Regions from separate parts of the Zea mays genome. Here all the other regions are linked to region 2. The links are chromatin contacts, called in public Hi-C maps. All regions are on one chromosome and are shown on one strand. Each heading gives the region's core, a stretch centred on a gene start, on an enhancer-like site or on the middle of the called end of the contact. The rest is flanking DNA. Distances are from core to core; before and after follow the strand shown. Region 1 holds the start of LOC100282480 (Ribosomal protein S10p/S20e-like). Region 2 holds the start of LOC100384369 (CwfJ-like family protein). Region 3 holds the start of LOC103643980 (diphosphomevalonate decarboxylase MVD2, peroxisomal).

Region 1 (3,759 bases), core at 250-2,749, 180 kb after region 2:
TCACGTTCTTATTAATCATAATGATCTGCATAGGTTAATTTTGATTGGACCCAATAGGTTACCCCAATTTGATTATCTTTTACCTTGTTTACCCCTGAATCATTTGGGTAGTTTTGCTATTGCTTTATATGGTTTTGGGATAATATTTCATTATATCCTTGTTCCAATTATCTTGTTATTTTATTTATGTTCATGTCAAGATCATTATGTTAATTGGAATATGGAGCGACCACCAGGGAAAACAGTGCTACCACAAGGGAGGAATGAGACCCCATGGCTAGCTAACTAGAAAAGCTAGTGAAGGACTACCTTACCCGAAAGGGGCAAGAGCAGTAGGGGAGTGGTCAGGGAGGTCCTTAGGTTGATTTTGCTGCGATGGTGGTCAGGCGAGGGATTCCTGTACTGGAGCTTCCTATAAAATATAGCGGGTTTTCTGAAGCTAGTGGAACTTTGTAAAGGCCTCGTAGTGGAACTCTGCCCCGCTTTCTTGGTAGAGGTGTATGGTATCCGATCAACCCGTGGCAAATGGGTAACCCAGGTGTTGTTATTACTTTTGTTCTACTATTTAATTTGGTTGATATTTACTTATACTTAGTAATTGCTAATAAAATTTTGACCAACTTTAAAAGCAACGCTCAGCTTCAACCATTCTCTTTGGTAAGCCTTACACTTCACGTGAATTCTCACCTTTAGTGAGTTCATGCACATTATTCCTCACAACTTGTTGAGCAATGAACTTATGTGAGCTCACTCTTGCTGTCTCACACCCTCCCCCACAGGTCAAGAACAGGTACCACAGGATGAGGCGCATGGAGGATGCTGTGATAAGTTCGTGAGAGGTTTAGGTCGTCGTCTCCCAGTCAACTTTGGGTTGTTGGATCGTTGTCTCCTTTTGATGCATTATTTATTTATTTTGTATAGAACTCCTATTATATAGTAAAGATGTGACATTCATTTCTGTACCACTATTTATCATATTTGTGAGACTTGGTCTCAGCATACCTGATGTTTATTTCGCGTCCGAGTTTTGGACCCCTAAAACCCGGATGCGACACTTCTATTCACCCCTCTATGCGATTTTTAGTGTGCTCACCCTTTCTGATAAACATTATTATGACTCCACTAGGTTAAAACCAATATTCCAGTATCCATTTGCAGTGTTCCATGAATTAGTAATTGCAAATTAGTTAGAAGAACGATTTTAAAAGAAGGAAAGATTGAAGAAAAACTATAAGGTCTTGTTCGTTTGTGTCGGATTGGTGGGTCGGAATGATTACTAACCGGATTGTTTCTCTAATTTATATAAACTTTGATTAGGTAAAACGATTTTGGGTGCATTCCGACGTAAACGAACAAGGTCTAAGGGTTTGTTCGTTTTGCTTCCGATTCATGTGGATTGGGTAGGATGCGGTGGATTTCAATTTAAAAAGTCGAAATCTTTTATAATTTTTTTCAATTCTATTTAATCCGCATGCCGAACAAGGTCTAAAAAAAATTGTTTGAAAAAGGAACGGCCCATGTTCAGGGAGAAGGCTCCGACTGGGCTAGGAGGCGCTAGGCTATCGCCGCGGCCGCCGTTCTCTCACCTGCTGCATCGCTGCTTCCGCCTCCGCCCTACAAGGCTACACCAGATGCCCAGATTTTCGTCCGGTTCTTCTCCGGCAACGAGCAGCCACCAGGCATGGCCACCCATTCTCTTCCCTTCATGTTGTGCGAAACGGAGCACCCAAAGGCTAACCTAGGCTATTTGGCTATTCGTAATGGGATCTGGTCTAATTGCAAGTGTATACCTGTACTATGCCTTCAAAAAAAATTACCGGGTGTACATACATCCTTGTCCTTTACTGGGCCGCCCCTGCACCCATGTCCTGTACCTGATCTGTTCCTGCTTGAGAGGAACCGTTCACACTTGTTCATTAGCATGAGATGGTTGATTATTAAGTTTCCTGGCTTCTTGAGAAACAGTTCATACTTGTAGTTTTAGCATTATTTCTCAGTACATTTCAGAAGGCAATATGCTTTGCAATTCTTTGTGCGATCAAAGTTGCTGGTCTTTACTTCGGTGTTAACCTTTTTAAGGCGAGTGATGCCCGACATATTTCTTCTGTTCTTTAGTATTTACTAATTTTTGCAACAAATCATATTTTATTTGTCAACATGTTATCCTTCCTCACGTGTTCATTTACGCCCTCCCATTTGAAAAAAAAGAAAATAGTATTGTGTTTGTTGTTTTATTGCCAGTCACCTCTATATCAACTAAAGCCATGTACCCTCGTTACTTTTATCACCATACATATACGGACCATCATTTGTCTACCATGAGCCTGACTCCATTTTAGAAATGAAAAAGAAGGATCGTTTCTGTTTTTTATGAGCCTGATATGGTGTAGCTGAGCATCATACTTTACACGAATTGATATGCGGTCCATGCACTGAGCCTTTTAGTATAAGTAGTCGCTGTATATATGTTTCCTTCCCTGTGTTTCTGCTACTCTATTAGTGATGAATATTTTTCTCAAACATCATAAAGTTATTGCCTTGTCACAGCAAGGTTAATTTTCTAAACTGCTTCAGATTTTGTTTACTTGATGTCTGTGTTACTTGATGGTTACATGACAGTGCTAGTTTTTACCATCTCCAGGTGTCTTGGTATTTGCAAACAGTGACAAAAGGTTCTGCTTCGCTGTAGAGTCATGTCTGCAAAGATACGCGTAGTGATGAAGTCTTTTATGAGCCAAAGCAACCAGGTCTCAGGGCTTATGCCATTCACAAAGAAGATTGGACTACCTGAATCACGAGCCCTGTACACCGTGTTGCGGTCACCTCATATCGATAAGAAGTCCAGGGAACAATTCTCGATGCATGTCAAGAAACAGTTTGTGGAACAGACAGCCAAACCACACGAACTTCACAGGAAGTTCTTCTGGTTAAAACGCCTGCGGATACCTGGGGCTCAGTATGAAATCCAAATTTCTTTCAAGACACGTCTCGATATGGCGAGCCTAAGGTCCCAAGCTCCTTGCTGACTCTCAGATCTTCCTTACCGTCCTGAATGTTTGAAGTGACTTGTATCCATCGACATTTCATATGTTATGAAGACATGCTTATTTTGATGGCTTTTGAAAAAAAATGTACCTGCTAAGTCTTCATTACCTTGACAGATCACTAGTCAAGAAAATGCAGCATGATATGACTTGATTCACAAAACTTTATGGTTGTACTGTTTCCGATGCAGTTTAAGCAGTCATCATGCTGAATCCCTTTTAAATTCATATAATGATGTTTTGTTTTGATCTGTTCCATTTTTAGACAAATACTTGGACATTCCCCTTACAGTTCGCCAAAGCAAAAGTCATGTATCCACCAGGAAGCTGCTTGTATCTTCATCTTTCTTTAGTTCCATGCCATGACAGCAGACATGTTTGGTGGTAATGAATACTTACATCTGGTATTGTTAAGGAAAACAATAGTCAGTGCACAAAGGATGACTTGAAACAAAAAAAAAACTCATTACAAGGAATAAGTGTCAACCGGCTTACAATCCTATATCACCAAAACATAGGGTTACATTTTAGATAACCTGTCCTTTCAATCTGTGTCCACTTGATGCCGTGCAATCGGAGAGGCTGAGAACAATAGATAACTCTACAACCATAAGAAACGGCATCTGAAGCTTTGTGAAGGAACTGCATGACAGAACAGCATGTCTCCAAGTGATCCATCAGTCGATGCTAGGCAGTATACAGGAGTGTTATTCTG
Region 2 (3,664 bases), core at 718-3,217:
TAGTTTCTGAGTGCTCACTAATTGTACTTTGTTTGAACTCTCCTTAGGGGTTTTCTGCCCATTGTCCCTCTGCTCATCAGCACTAGCACTAGCAGTGGAAACATTTGTGTTCTTGCTCTCAACATTGCTAATCTTTTCCATAAAGCTTCCATCATCAGAAAACTTATTTAAGCTTGCTACCGCTGATGAGATAAGTGCCTGATCTTCAGAAGATATATTCTGTCTTCTCTTTTTCCATGGGACAGAATCAGGTTTTGGTTTTCTCATGGCATGGTGCTGAGAAGAAACATCCCGTAGATATTCACGTCTGCCACTGCTACCATCCAGCTGACCCTCTGGATTTCTTTTAACACGTTCTTCTGAGTTGTCAGCATTACCAGATTTTCTGCCTCTAATGGCATGCAAATGAGCATGTGAATGGGCAGCTCTTGATGCTGATACTGAAACAGCTAAGTCGCCTAATGAGCTCCATCTCTCTTCAACAACCTATAGAAATTGAATAGTCACAAAATTTAATGAGAAATAAAAAAATGAATTGGTTACTGAGAATAATTGCATACCTCCTCAAGTTTTCTTCCTTCGCGAGCAGCTTGCTCCTTTGCACGCTTCAAAGCTTTAAGTCTCCAGCTGGCACCTCCATCACCCACAACAGAGGATGCAAGCAACTGACTGCCAGCATTTGATGGGGTTGATTCTTCTGGGTATCCGGTTCCATTATCTTTAAGGTATGGGTTAAGTTCCTTTGGGTTCGGTCTCATAATCTATCAACAGTCAAGCAAAAGGCGGATTACTACAGCTTATCGACAAAAACAGTCAGGGCAATCACATGCAAGATGGTGCATTGTCATTACCTCTTCATGTGCAGATTCATCCTTCTCGACATTATCAACCTTACGAACACCGGTGCCCTCAGTTTGGCTGCTGCTTGCTGGCTTGAGCATCCATTCAAGCCCCATCTCCCTCCTGACCACCTCACTTGCCCTAAGCCCATCACCTTCAGTCTCTTCCTCCTCATCCTCGTCATCACGTCTCTGCTTCCCCCTGCGAGAGGCTGTAACAAATGGCAATACCTCATATGATCAGATAAAGATATCCAAGCTTATCAAAATTACAACAGAAGAACAAATGCTGACCAAATTTTGTACTAGTTTATTTACCTCTTCCCCGGTCAGATTCGCCGGATTCGGAATCATCGTCGTCAGAGAAGTTGCGTCGCCGCCTCCTGTCCTTCCCGCGACGCTTGCTCCGACTGACATCATCCTCCTCTTCCTCTCCGATTGAATCGTCGGTGTCTGACCCCAAAGAATCTTCCGACGAGTACCTCTTGCTCCGCCTCCGCTGCCGCCGGCTGCTTCGTCTCTTCTTCTCTTTCTTGTCCCGCCCTCTTTTACTGTGCTTCCACGGCCTCTTGCCGTCGGAGGAGTCGGAATCGGAGCCCTGGTCACCCCTACGCTTCTGATCAGACTGGATCTGGTCTCGCGGAACCAGCTTCACGCCAGACAGCATGTCGTCGAACCGAACCGTGCCTCCGAGGGTTTCGTTGGACTGAGAGAAAGGATCGTAGGAGAAAGAGAGAGAAGGGCAGGCCAGATTCGACCTCCTCAGAGATAGGGTAGGGTCAGACCGTCAGATACAAGAGCGAGGCGGAACGGCTGTAGGCTTGAGACAGCTCCTGAGGCCTGAAGGGGTGTTGCCTGTGAGCCTGTCGGCTGTCGCTGGGACCTGGGCCCTGCGGAAGTGCCGTGCCAAAGTGCCGCTGAGGGGAGCCGGCCGAGGAGCTGCCGCTCCGGGCGGCGCCGCGGCGAGGCGCCGGCGCCTGCAGGCCCGGTCGCCCGGAGACGGCGAGGGGCGAGCAGGAGGAAGCTGCTGGGAGAGGGCGCGAGGCCGAGGCAGAGGAGCGGAGCCGCGGAGGTGGCTGGGCGAGGCGGCGCTGGCCGGAGCACGTAGAAAGCTGGGCGTTGGCGAACTGTCGAACCCTTTACCAACGAGAAATTCCCCGTCGGGTTTTAGCTCCCCATCCCGTCCCCGTGACGAAAAAATTTCCTCGCGGGATCCCACGAACGTTTGCGGGAGACATTTCTTCCCCATCCCCATTACCCACGGAGATAAATCCCCATCGGGATCCCCGTACCCGCTTAAATTATAATTAGATCGTACTTCATTTGTTATTAATATAAAACATTGTCACTTATACACATTGTTAGATGTAAAAATTATTATGTGTATATTAAAATGAATGCATTTGTACAACTATTGATCTCTTGTCAAGATAATTTTTTATTTCTATTATTAACTATTATATAAAAACATCGTCATATGTAAGTTTAACGGGTCCCCGCGGGGAGGAATGCTTCCCCATCCCGTCCCCGTTTACCCGTCGGGGGAGAAATTTTCCCCATTTACATCCCCGTGGGGGAAGAAATTTCCTCATCCCCATCCCCTAAGGGCTTGTTCGGTTAGCTCTCAATCCATGTGGATTGAGTGGTATTGGATGGGTTTGAATCCCAAACAAGTTAAACTCCTTCTTAATTTTTTTTCAATCCCATTCAATCTATGTGTATTGGGAATAACTGAACAAGGCCTAATAGAGGAATTCCCCGCGGGGAATCGGGGATCGGGTCCCCATTGCCATCTCTAGTCGAACCTAGGGCATGTTGTTCAGCTTTTTTCTTTTTCTGACCATCTTTTCTAAAAATATATCTGTGAGGAGAATCTGGCTGTGGGAAGAATCTAAGTATCATTACGATTACGTGTGGAGGAAGATAAAATTATTCATAGGGCTCAGGATCTAGAAAGTGACAGATTCCTACTGTTACAACGACTCAACTGATTATGTGAAAGCTGAGCGTTTGGCAGTCCGCAGCAGCTTTTGATGGCCAGAAGCTGCCAGAAGCCAAAACAAACAGGGCCCTAGAGACGTCAACGGGGGACCGATACCACACAGAGGACATATCTGGTGCACATGGTGCACATATTAAATCATCACAACTCATTTTAGATCTAATATTTCTAGTTGATCATTCAATTTACAAATAACACCTTCCACCACTACACACCACCACGTTGGAGGGTGTCCTCAGCAAAATATACCAAATAACTAGAGACGTTAGATCTAAAATGAGTGGTGATAATTTAATATGTGCACCATGTGCACCAATCTTCTATGTGCATCAGATATGTTCTCTACCAGATAACCTGTGGGGAATTTTCCTATTAGGCCTATTAGAAAAAATTAAGAAGAGGTTTGACTTGTTTAGGATTTAAACACACCTAATCTCACTTAATTCACATGGATTGAAAGCTAACCGAACAAGCCCTTAGAGTATGGTTATAGAATAAAAATTGTCTACATGGGTATAGATATGGGACAAAATATTCACCCATTGAACGAGTATGGGTCTAGGAAGCAATAATCCAAACTCATGGTTATTTCATATGTGTATATCTGTCATGTTTGTATAAACTAGTCAGTTGCCCGTGCGTTGCGACGGCTTACAACAATACCCACGTAAACTATCCATCAAAAAAATTCAAGATTTTTTATTGATTGTCTCCGCTCTCTGTATAATATATTTTTTGATTTGGCTAACTGATGTTATTGTTTACTCCATGCAAATATGTTTTGTTACAACACGACCAATGAAGTGAGCGATTAGAAAAGAGT
Region 3 (3,848 bases), core at 443-2,942, 210 kb after region 2:
TGCGTTTCCTATGTTGCCAGCGGCGTGGCCGCCTCCATTCAGTCCTCTATCGTTCTCCACGCCTTTAGGCTCTATAAATTCGACAAGGGCACAAGGCAGCAACCTCCGAGGCGGCTGGGCGGGATCTGACTCAGGCATCTTCCACCTCCAGTTCGGCCTCCACCTCCACCAGTTCGCCTCTATCGTCCCTGTAGCAATGACGCGCGCGCCCTACACTGGCGCCGCGCCACCGCCCAAATCTACCCCTGCCATTACATATTCTCCAAACTATACAACTTCCTCAACCTAATTTCTTTTCTTTTCTTATTCATAGGCGAGGGCGGAGCGCCTCCCTGGCTAATGGGCAGCGACCACCTGAGCGGCAAGCGCTGTGTGCTGAGTGCTTCTCCTCTACTGTGAATAATTGTTCCCGAACGCCTGATTCTATTTCCCTATCTGCCACAACTCCATTGGATTGTTTTAAATGTTACTACCCTAAAGTGCGAAAAATTAAAAGTTCCATTGGATTGTTTTAAATGTTACTATTCCTAAAGTGCGAAAAATTAAAAGACGAGTAGTATATCGTTATATTTGTAAAGTGGCCCAGGGCGTTATTTTTACGGAGCTCCGCCACTGCATAAAAATGGTAATATAACTGCAAGTTGACATGAGTTTTTGTTTTGGCATATCTTAGTTGCACATAAATTTGCTAATCTGATGATACTAAGGAAATCTAATGCAGCAGCAATTGACTACAACATGATTAATCATAAAACAGTAACTTAATCAGATATGTCCTCAGGGGCGGGCCCCATTGCATGATTCAACGGTATTCAAATGAATACCCATTATTTTCAGCAAAAGAACTTCAATATATATACATAAATATAGTGTATATGCATGGAAAATAAAAACGAATCAAATAAATAAAGGAATCTATTAATTTGGACTAAAATATCTCGTTCCTACCTCTCATACCTAACTAATTCAATCGTTTGTCGTGGACCATGAAGCCCAACGGAGCGACAAAGCCCACCTCAGTACCTCACGACAAAAAAAATCCCCAAACCCTATTGTAGTCGCACCATGGCAGAACCACCAGATGCACCAACCACCAAGTCGTGGTCACATCTTGTAGCCCCACGTGCCATGGAGACACCAGCACCTCCGTTGAGACATTGTGGCTCCACGGTGCAGCAAGGTGCCTAGACTTGATCGACTAATTGTCATTGTGTTGCAACTGGCCTCGTTGTTGCGTCGTATGTCGTCCGTCGTCCGAGGCTTCAATCCATCGTAGTCAGGGCGTTACCGTATGCTAGGACAGACAACCAGGGGCAAGGTCTCATCGTGCCAATGTCCAAACCTACCTAGCTAGTGGTCACCCGACCTGACCTCCCCTACTTTACTGCTTGCAGTACTAGGCTGCATATGGAGCATTAGTGATTAGAAAATGCCAAAGAACACAAGTAGCCCGCTAACAAATGAGCAACCACCAACATATACATTTCGATTTAAAACTTTTAAAATAGTTGTATGAAATTTGAGTTTAGTAGACTAGTTATTGAATCAGTTATGACCATAGTGTGTGTTTAATCATATGCTATACATATATATAATTAAATATATATGTCGATATATATGTTTTAATCTTCTAAAAATCATCCTATAAAAAATTTTGAATACCCACCTCTAAATTCTAGGCCAGCCACTGTATGTCCTTGATTACATCAGCTTGCTAAAACATCCATGGAAAATAGGGGAAACAGTATTCACGACCATTCTAGTTCACACTCAATTCGGTCGTTTTCTGCATTAACGGAGTCAGGCCCAGGCCTAACCTCAGTTCATCCGAGCAGCCGAACACGCCCGCCGCCATTCTACGCCCTGCTGCCCAGGTCGGACGGACCCTTTGCCGGAGACGAGCACACGCCACAGCAGGTATGCCCGCCCTTCTTCTGTGCAAAACTGAGCACCCGAACCCAATTTAAGCTGTTCTGTATTCGGATCTGATCTAATCACTAGTGTAATCGTATGCATGTATTATGCCTACTAACTTCCCTTTTTGGCAAGGAATTATCGGGCGTAGAGCAGCGCGAAGCGAGAGATCCAATGGCGGCGGCGGAGGGGCAGTGGGTGCTCATGGCAACGGGGCGGACGCCGACTAACATTGCGGTGATCAAGTACTGGGGGAAGCGGGACGAGGCGCTCATCCTCCCCATCAACGACAGCATCAGCGTAACGCTCGACCCTGACCATCTCTCCGCCACCACCACTGTCGCCGTCAGCCCCTCATTCCCTTCCGACCGCATGTGGCTCAATGGCAAGGTGTGTCATCGCCAGTACCCCTTCTCTGCTCGCTAATTTGTCTCTACCGCTGCTTCGTCACCTCCGTGGTCTGTTCATTAGGGAGGGAAAAAACAGGTAAATGGATGGTCCATGACGGAGGAATCTCATCACTATTTAATTTTGAATAGCGAGGGGATTCCTGCCCCATGGATGCCCTCCATTTCCATGCCCACCAAATCAGCACTACATGCCTTTTGTTTTTTACGTGTCACTCTGGAATCTGGACGTTGACTAAGTGGCAGATAAAGAATTCTAGTATATAGGACTTTGATTTGGCGATAAATGGTATAAATTCGAAACGATGGTCCTCTTGATTACCTTGGTATTTGGTTTGGATGATTGAGCAGGAGATCTCGCTATTAGGAGGAAGGTTTCAGAGCTGCCTCAGAGAAATCAGAAAGCGTGCTCGTGACTTTGAGGACAAGGAGAAGGGCGTCAAGATCAAGAAAGAGGACTGGGACAAGTTGCATGTTCACATAGCCTCGTACAACAACTTCCCCACTGCTGCTGGTTTGGCCTCTTCGGCTGCTGGCCTTGCCTGTTTCGGTAAAGTTTCTTCTGCTATCATCATAATCTGATTGTTTCCCTATGTTCTCAATATAAGTTGTCATGACTTCTGGCTATCCTTACAATGATTTGACTGTTTGTTGGTCTGTTGTATTAGCAAAAACTACAACATGAAAATGTTTTAAAAGTTCACAGCAATTTTACTAGTGCTGTTGTCGTGTGGCCAATCTGATTCTTTTTACCAATTTGGAGCTCAAGTTGGAAATTGTGACTGCAGAGGCATCAAAACAACTTATTAGGAGCAGATGTAGTATTTTTCTAGTTTCTTTTTTTCATTTTGTCCTCCTGTGACTGACATTAAAATATGAAAAATATATTTAGGGACAGATAGAGATTGCGAATGTAAGTTTTCTCCCTTTATTTTCACTAAAAACATGGAAAATAGTACTATTCGAGTATTACTAACTTTTGGTCACTGGTATCTTTCACCATTACTATAAAAGCTACTCGGCATGCTTCTCTGGTAGAAAACAGCAGTTCCTTGGAAATTCATAAGTTCTATTCAAGGCCAAATAACGGTTCACGATTTCTTAGTTCTCCATAAAGATTTGTGATCATGTATCACCACATAAGCATTTGTTATTGAATGTTGCTGCAGTTTTCACCCTTGGAAAGCTGATGAATGTGAAAGAAGATTATGGAGAACTTTCTTCAATAGCAAGGTCTGTTCATGTTATGGTAAAATGATTTTGTTTTTATTCTTGAGATACTGCAAGGGCTGTACTAAGTTTGTCAATCTGTGCGCTAATAACTTGTGAGTCTTGCAAATCCATCCTTGTATTTTATCAACTTCATTCAGGCAGGGATCTGGGAGTGCATGCCGCAGTATATATGGTGGTTTTGTGAAATGGTGCATGGGAGAAGTGAGTATATGGTCATGACAGAGAAAAAAACCCTGTTTCAATGCATGTCTGGCCTGTTCAATAATGACTGAGTGAGGCCTGATTGTTTGCTTG

The links. A called contact is a pair of places that touch in the nucleus more often than the background predicts.
Region 1: a contact with region 2 is called in a Hi-C map of leaf mesophyll, with 3 times the contacts expected there. The contact joins the promoter of LOC100282480 here to the promoter of LOC100384369 in region 2. A contact is called at or near these places in 11 of 25 Hi-C or Micro-C datasets (ear, endosperm, leaf and 5 more) and 1 of 3 datasets of contacts at active chromatin or transcription factors (leaf).
Region 3: a Hi-C map of ear shows a contact between it and region 2, with 2.2 times the contacts expected there. The contact joins the promoter of LOC103643980 here to the promoter of LOC100384369 in region 2. A contact is called at or near these places in 3 of 25 Hi-C or Micro-C datasets (ear, leaf and tassel).

The regions. Positions count from the first base shown.
Region 1 is chr1:281,155,009-281,158,767 of Zm-B73-REFERENCE-NAM-5.0, reverse strand. It overlaps LOC100282480 (Ribosomal protein S10p/S20e-like), which reads left to right and starts at 1,499. Exons shown (of 2, transcript NM_001155389.2): 1 at 1,499-1,679; 2 at 2,642-3,185. The coding sequence starts at 2,694. The coding sequence ends at 3,026.
Region 2 is chr1:281,331,513-281,335,176 of Zm-B73-REFERENCE-NAM-5.0, reverse strand. It overlaps LOC100384369 (CwfJ-like family protein), which reads right to left and starts at 1,967. Exons shown (of 8, transcript NM_001357634.1): 1 at 1,158-1,967; 2 at 852-1,051; 3 at 561-761; 4 at 1-486. The coding sequence starts at 1,506.
Region 3 is chr1:281,119,569-281,123,416 of Zm-B73-REFERENCE-NAM-5.0, reverse strand. LOC103643980 (diphosphomevalonate decarboxylase MVD2, peroxisomal) reads left to right here and starts at 1,692. Exons shown (of 11, transcript XM_008667155.3): 1 at 1,692-1,917; 2 at 2,050-2,304; 3 at 2,673-2,871; 4 at 3,491-3,554; 5 at 3,692-3,755. The coding sequence starts at 1,726.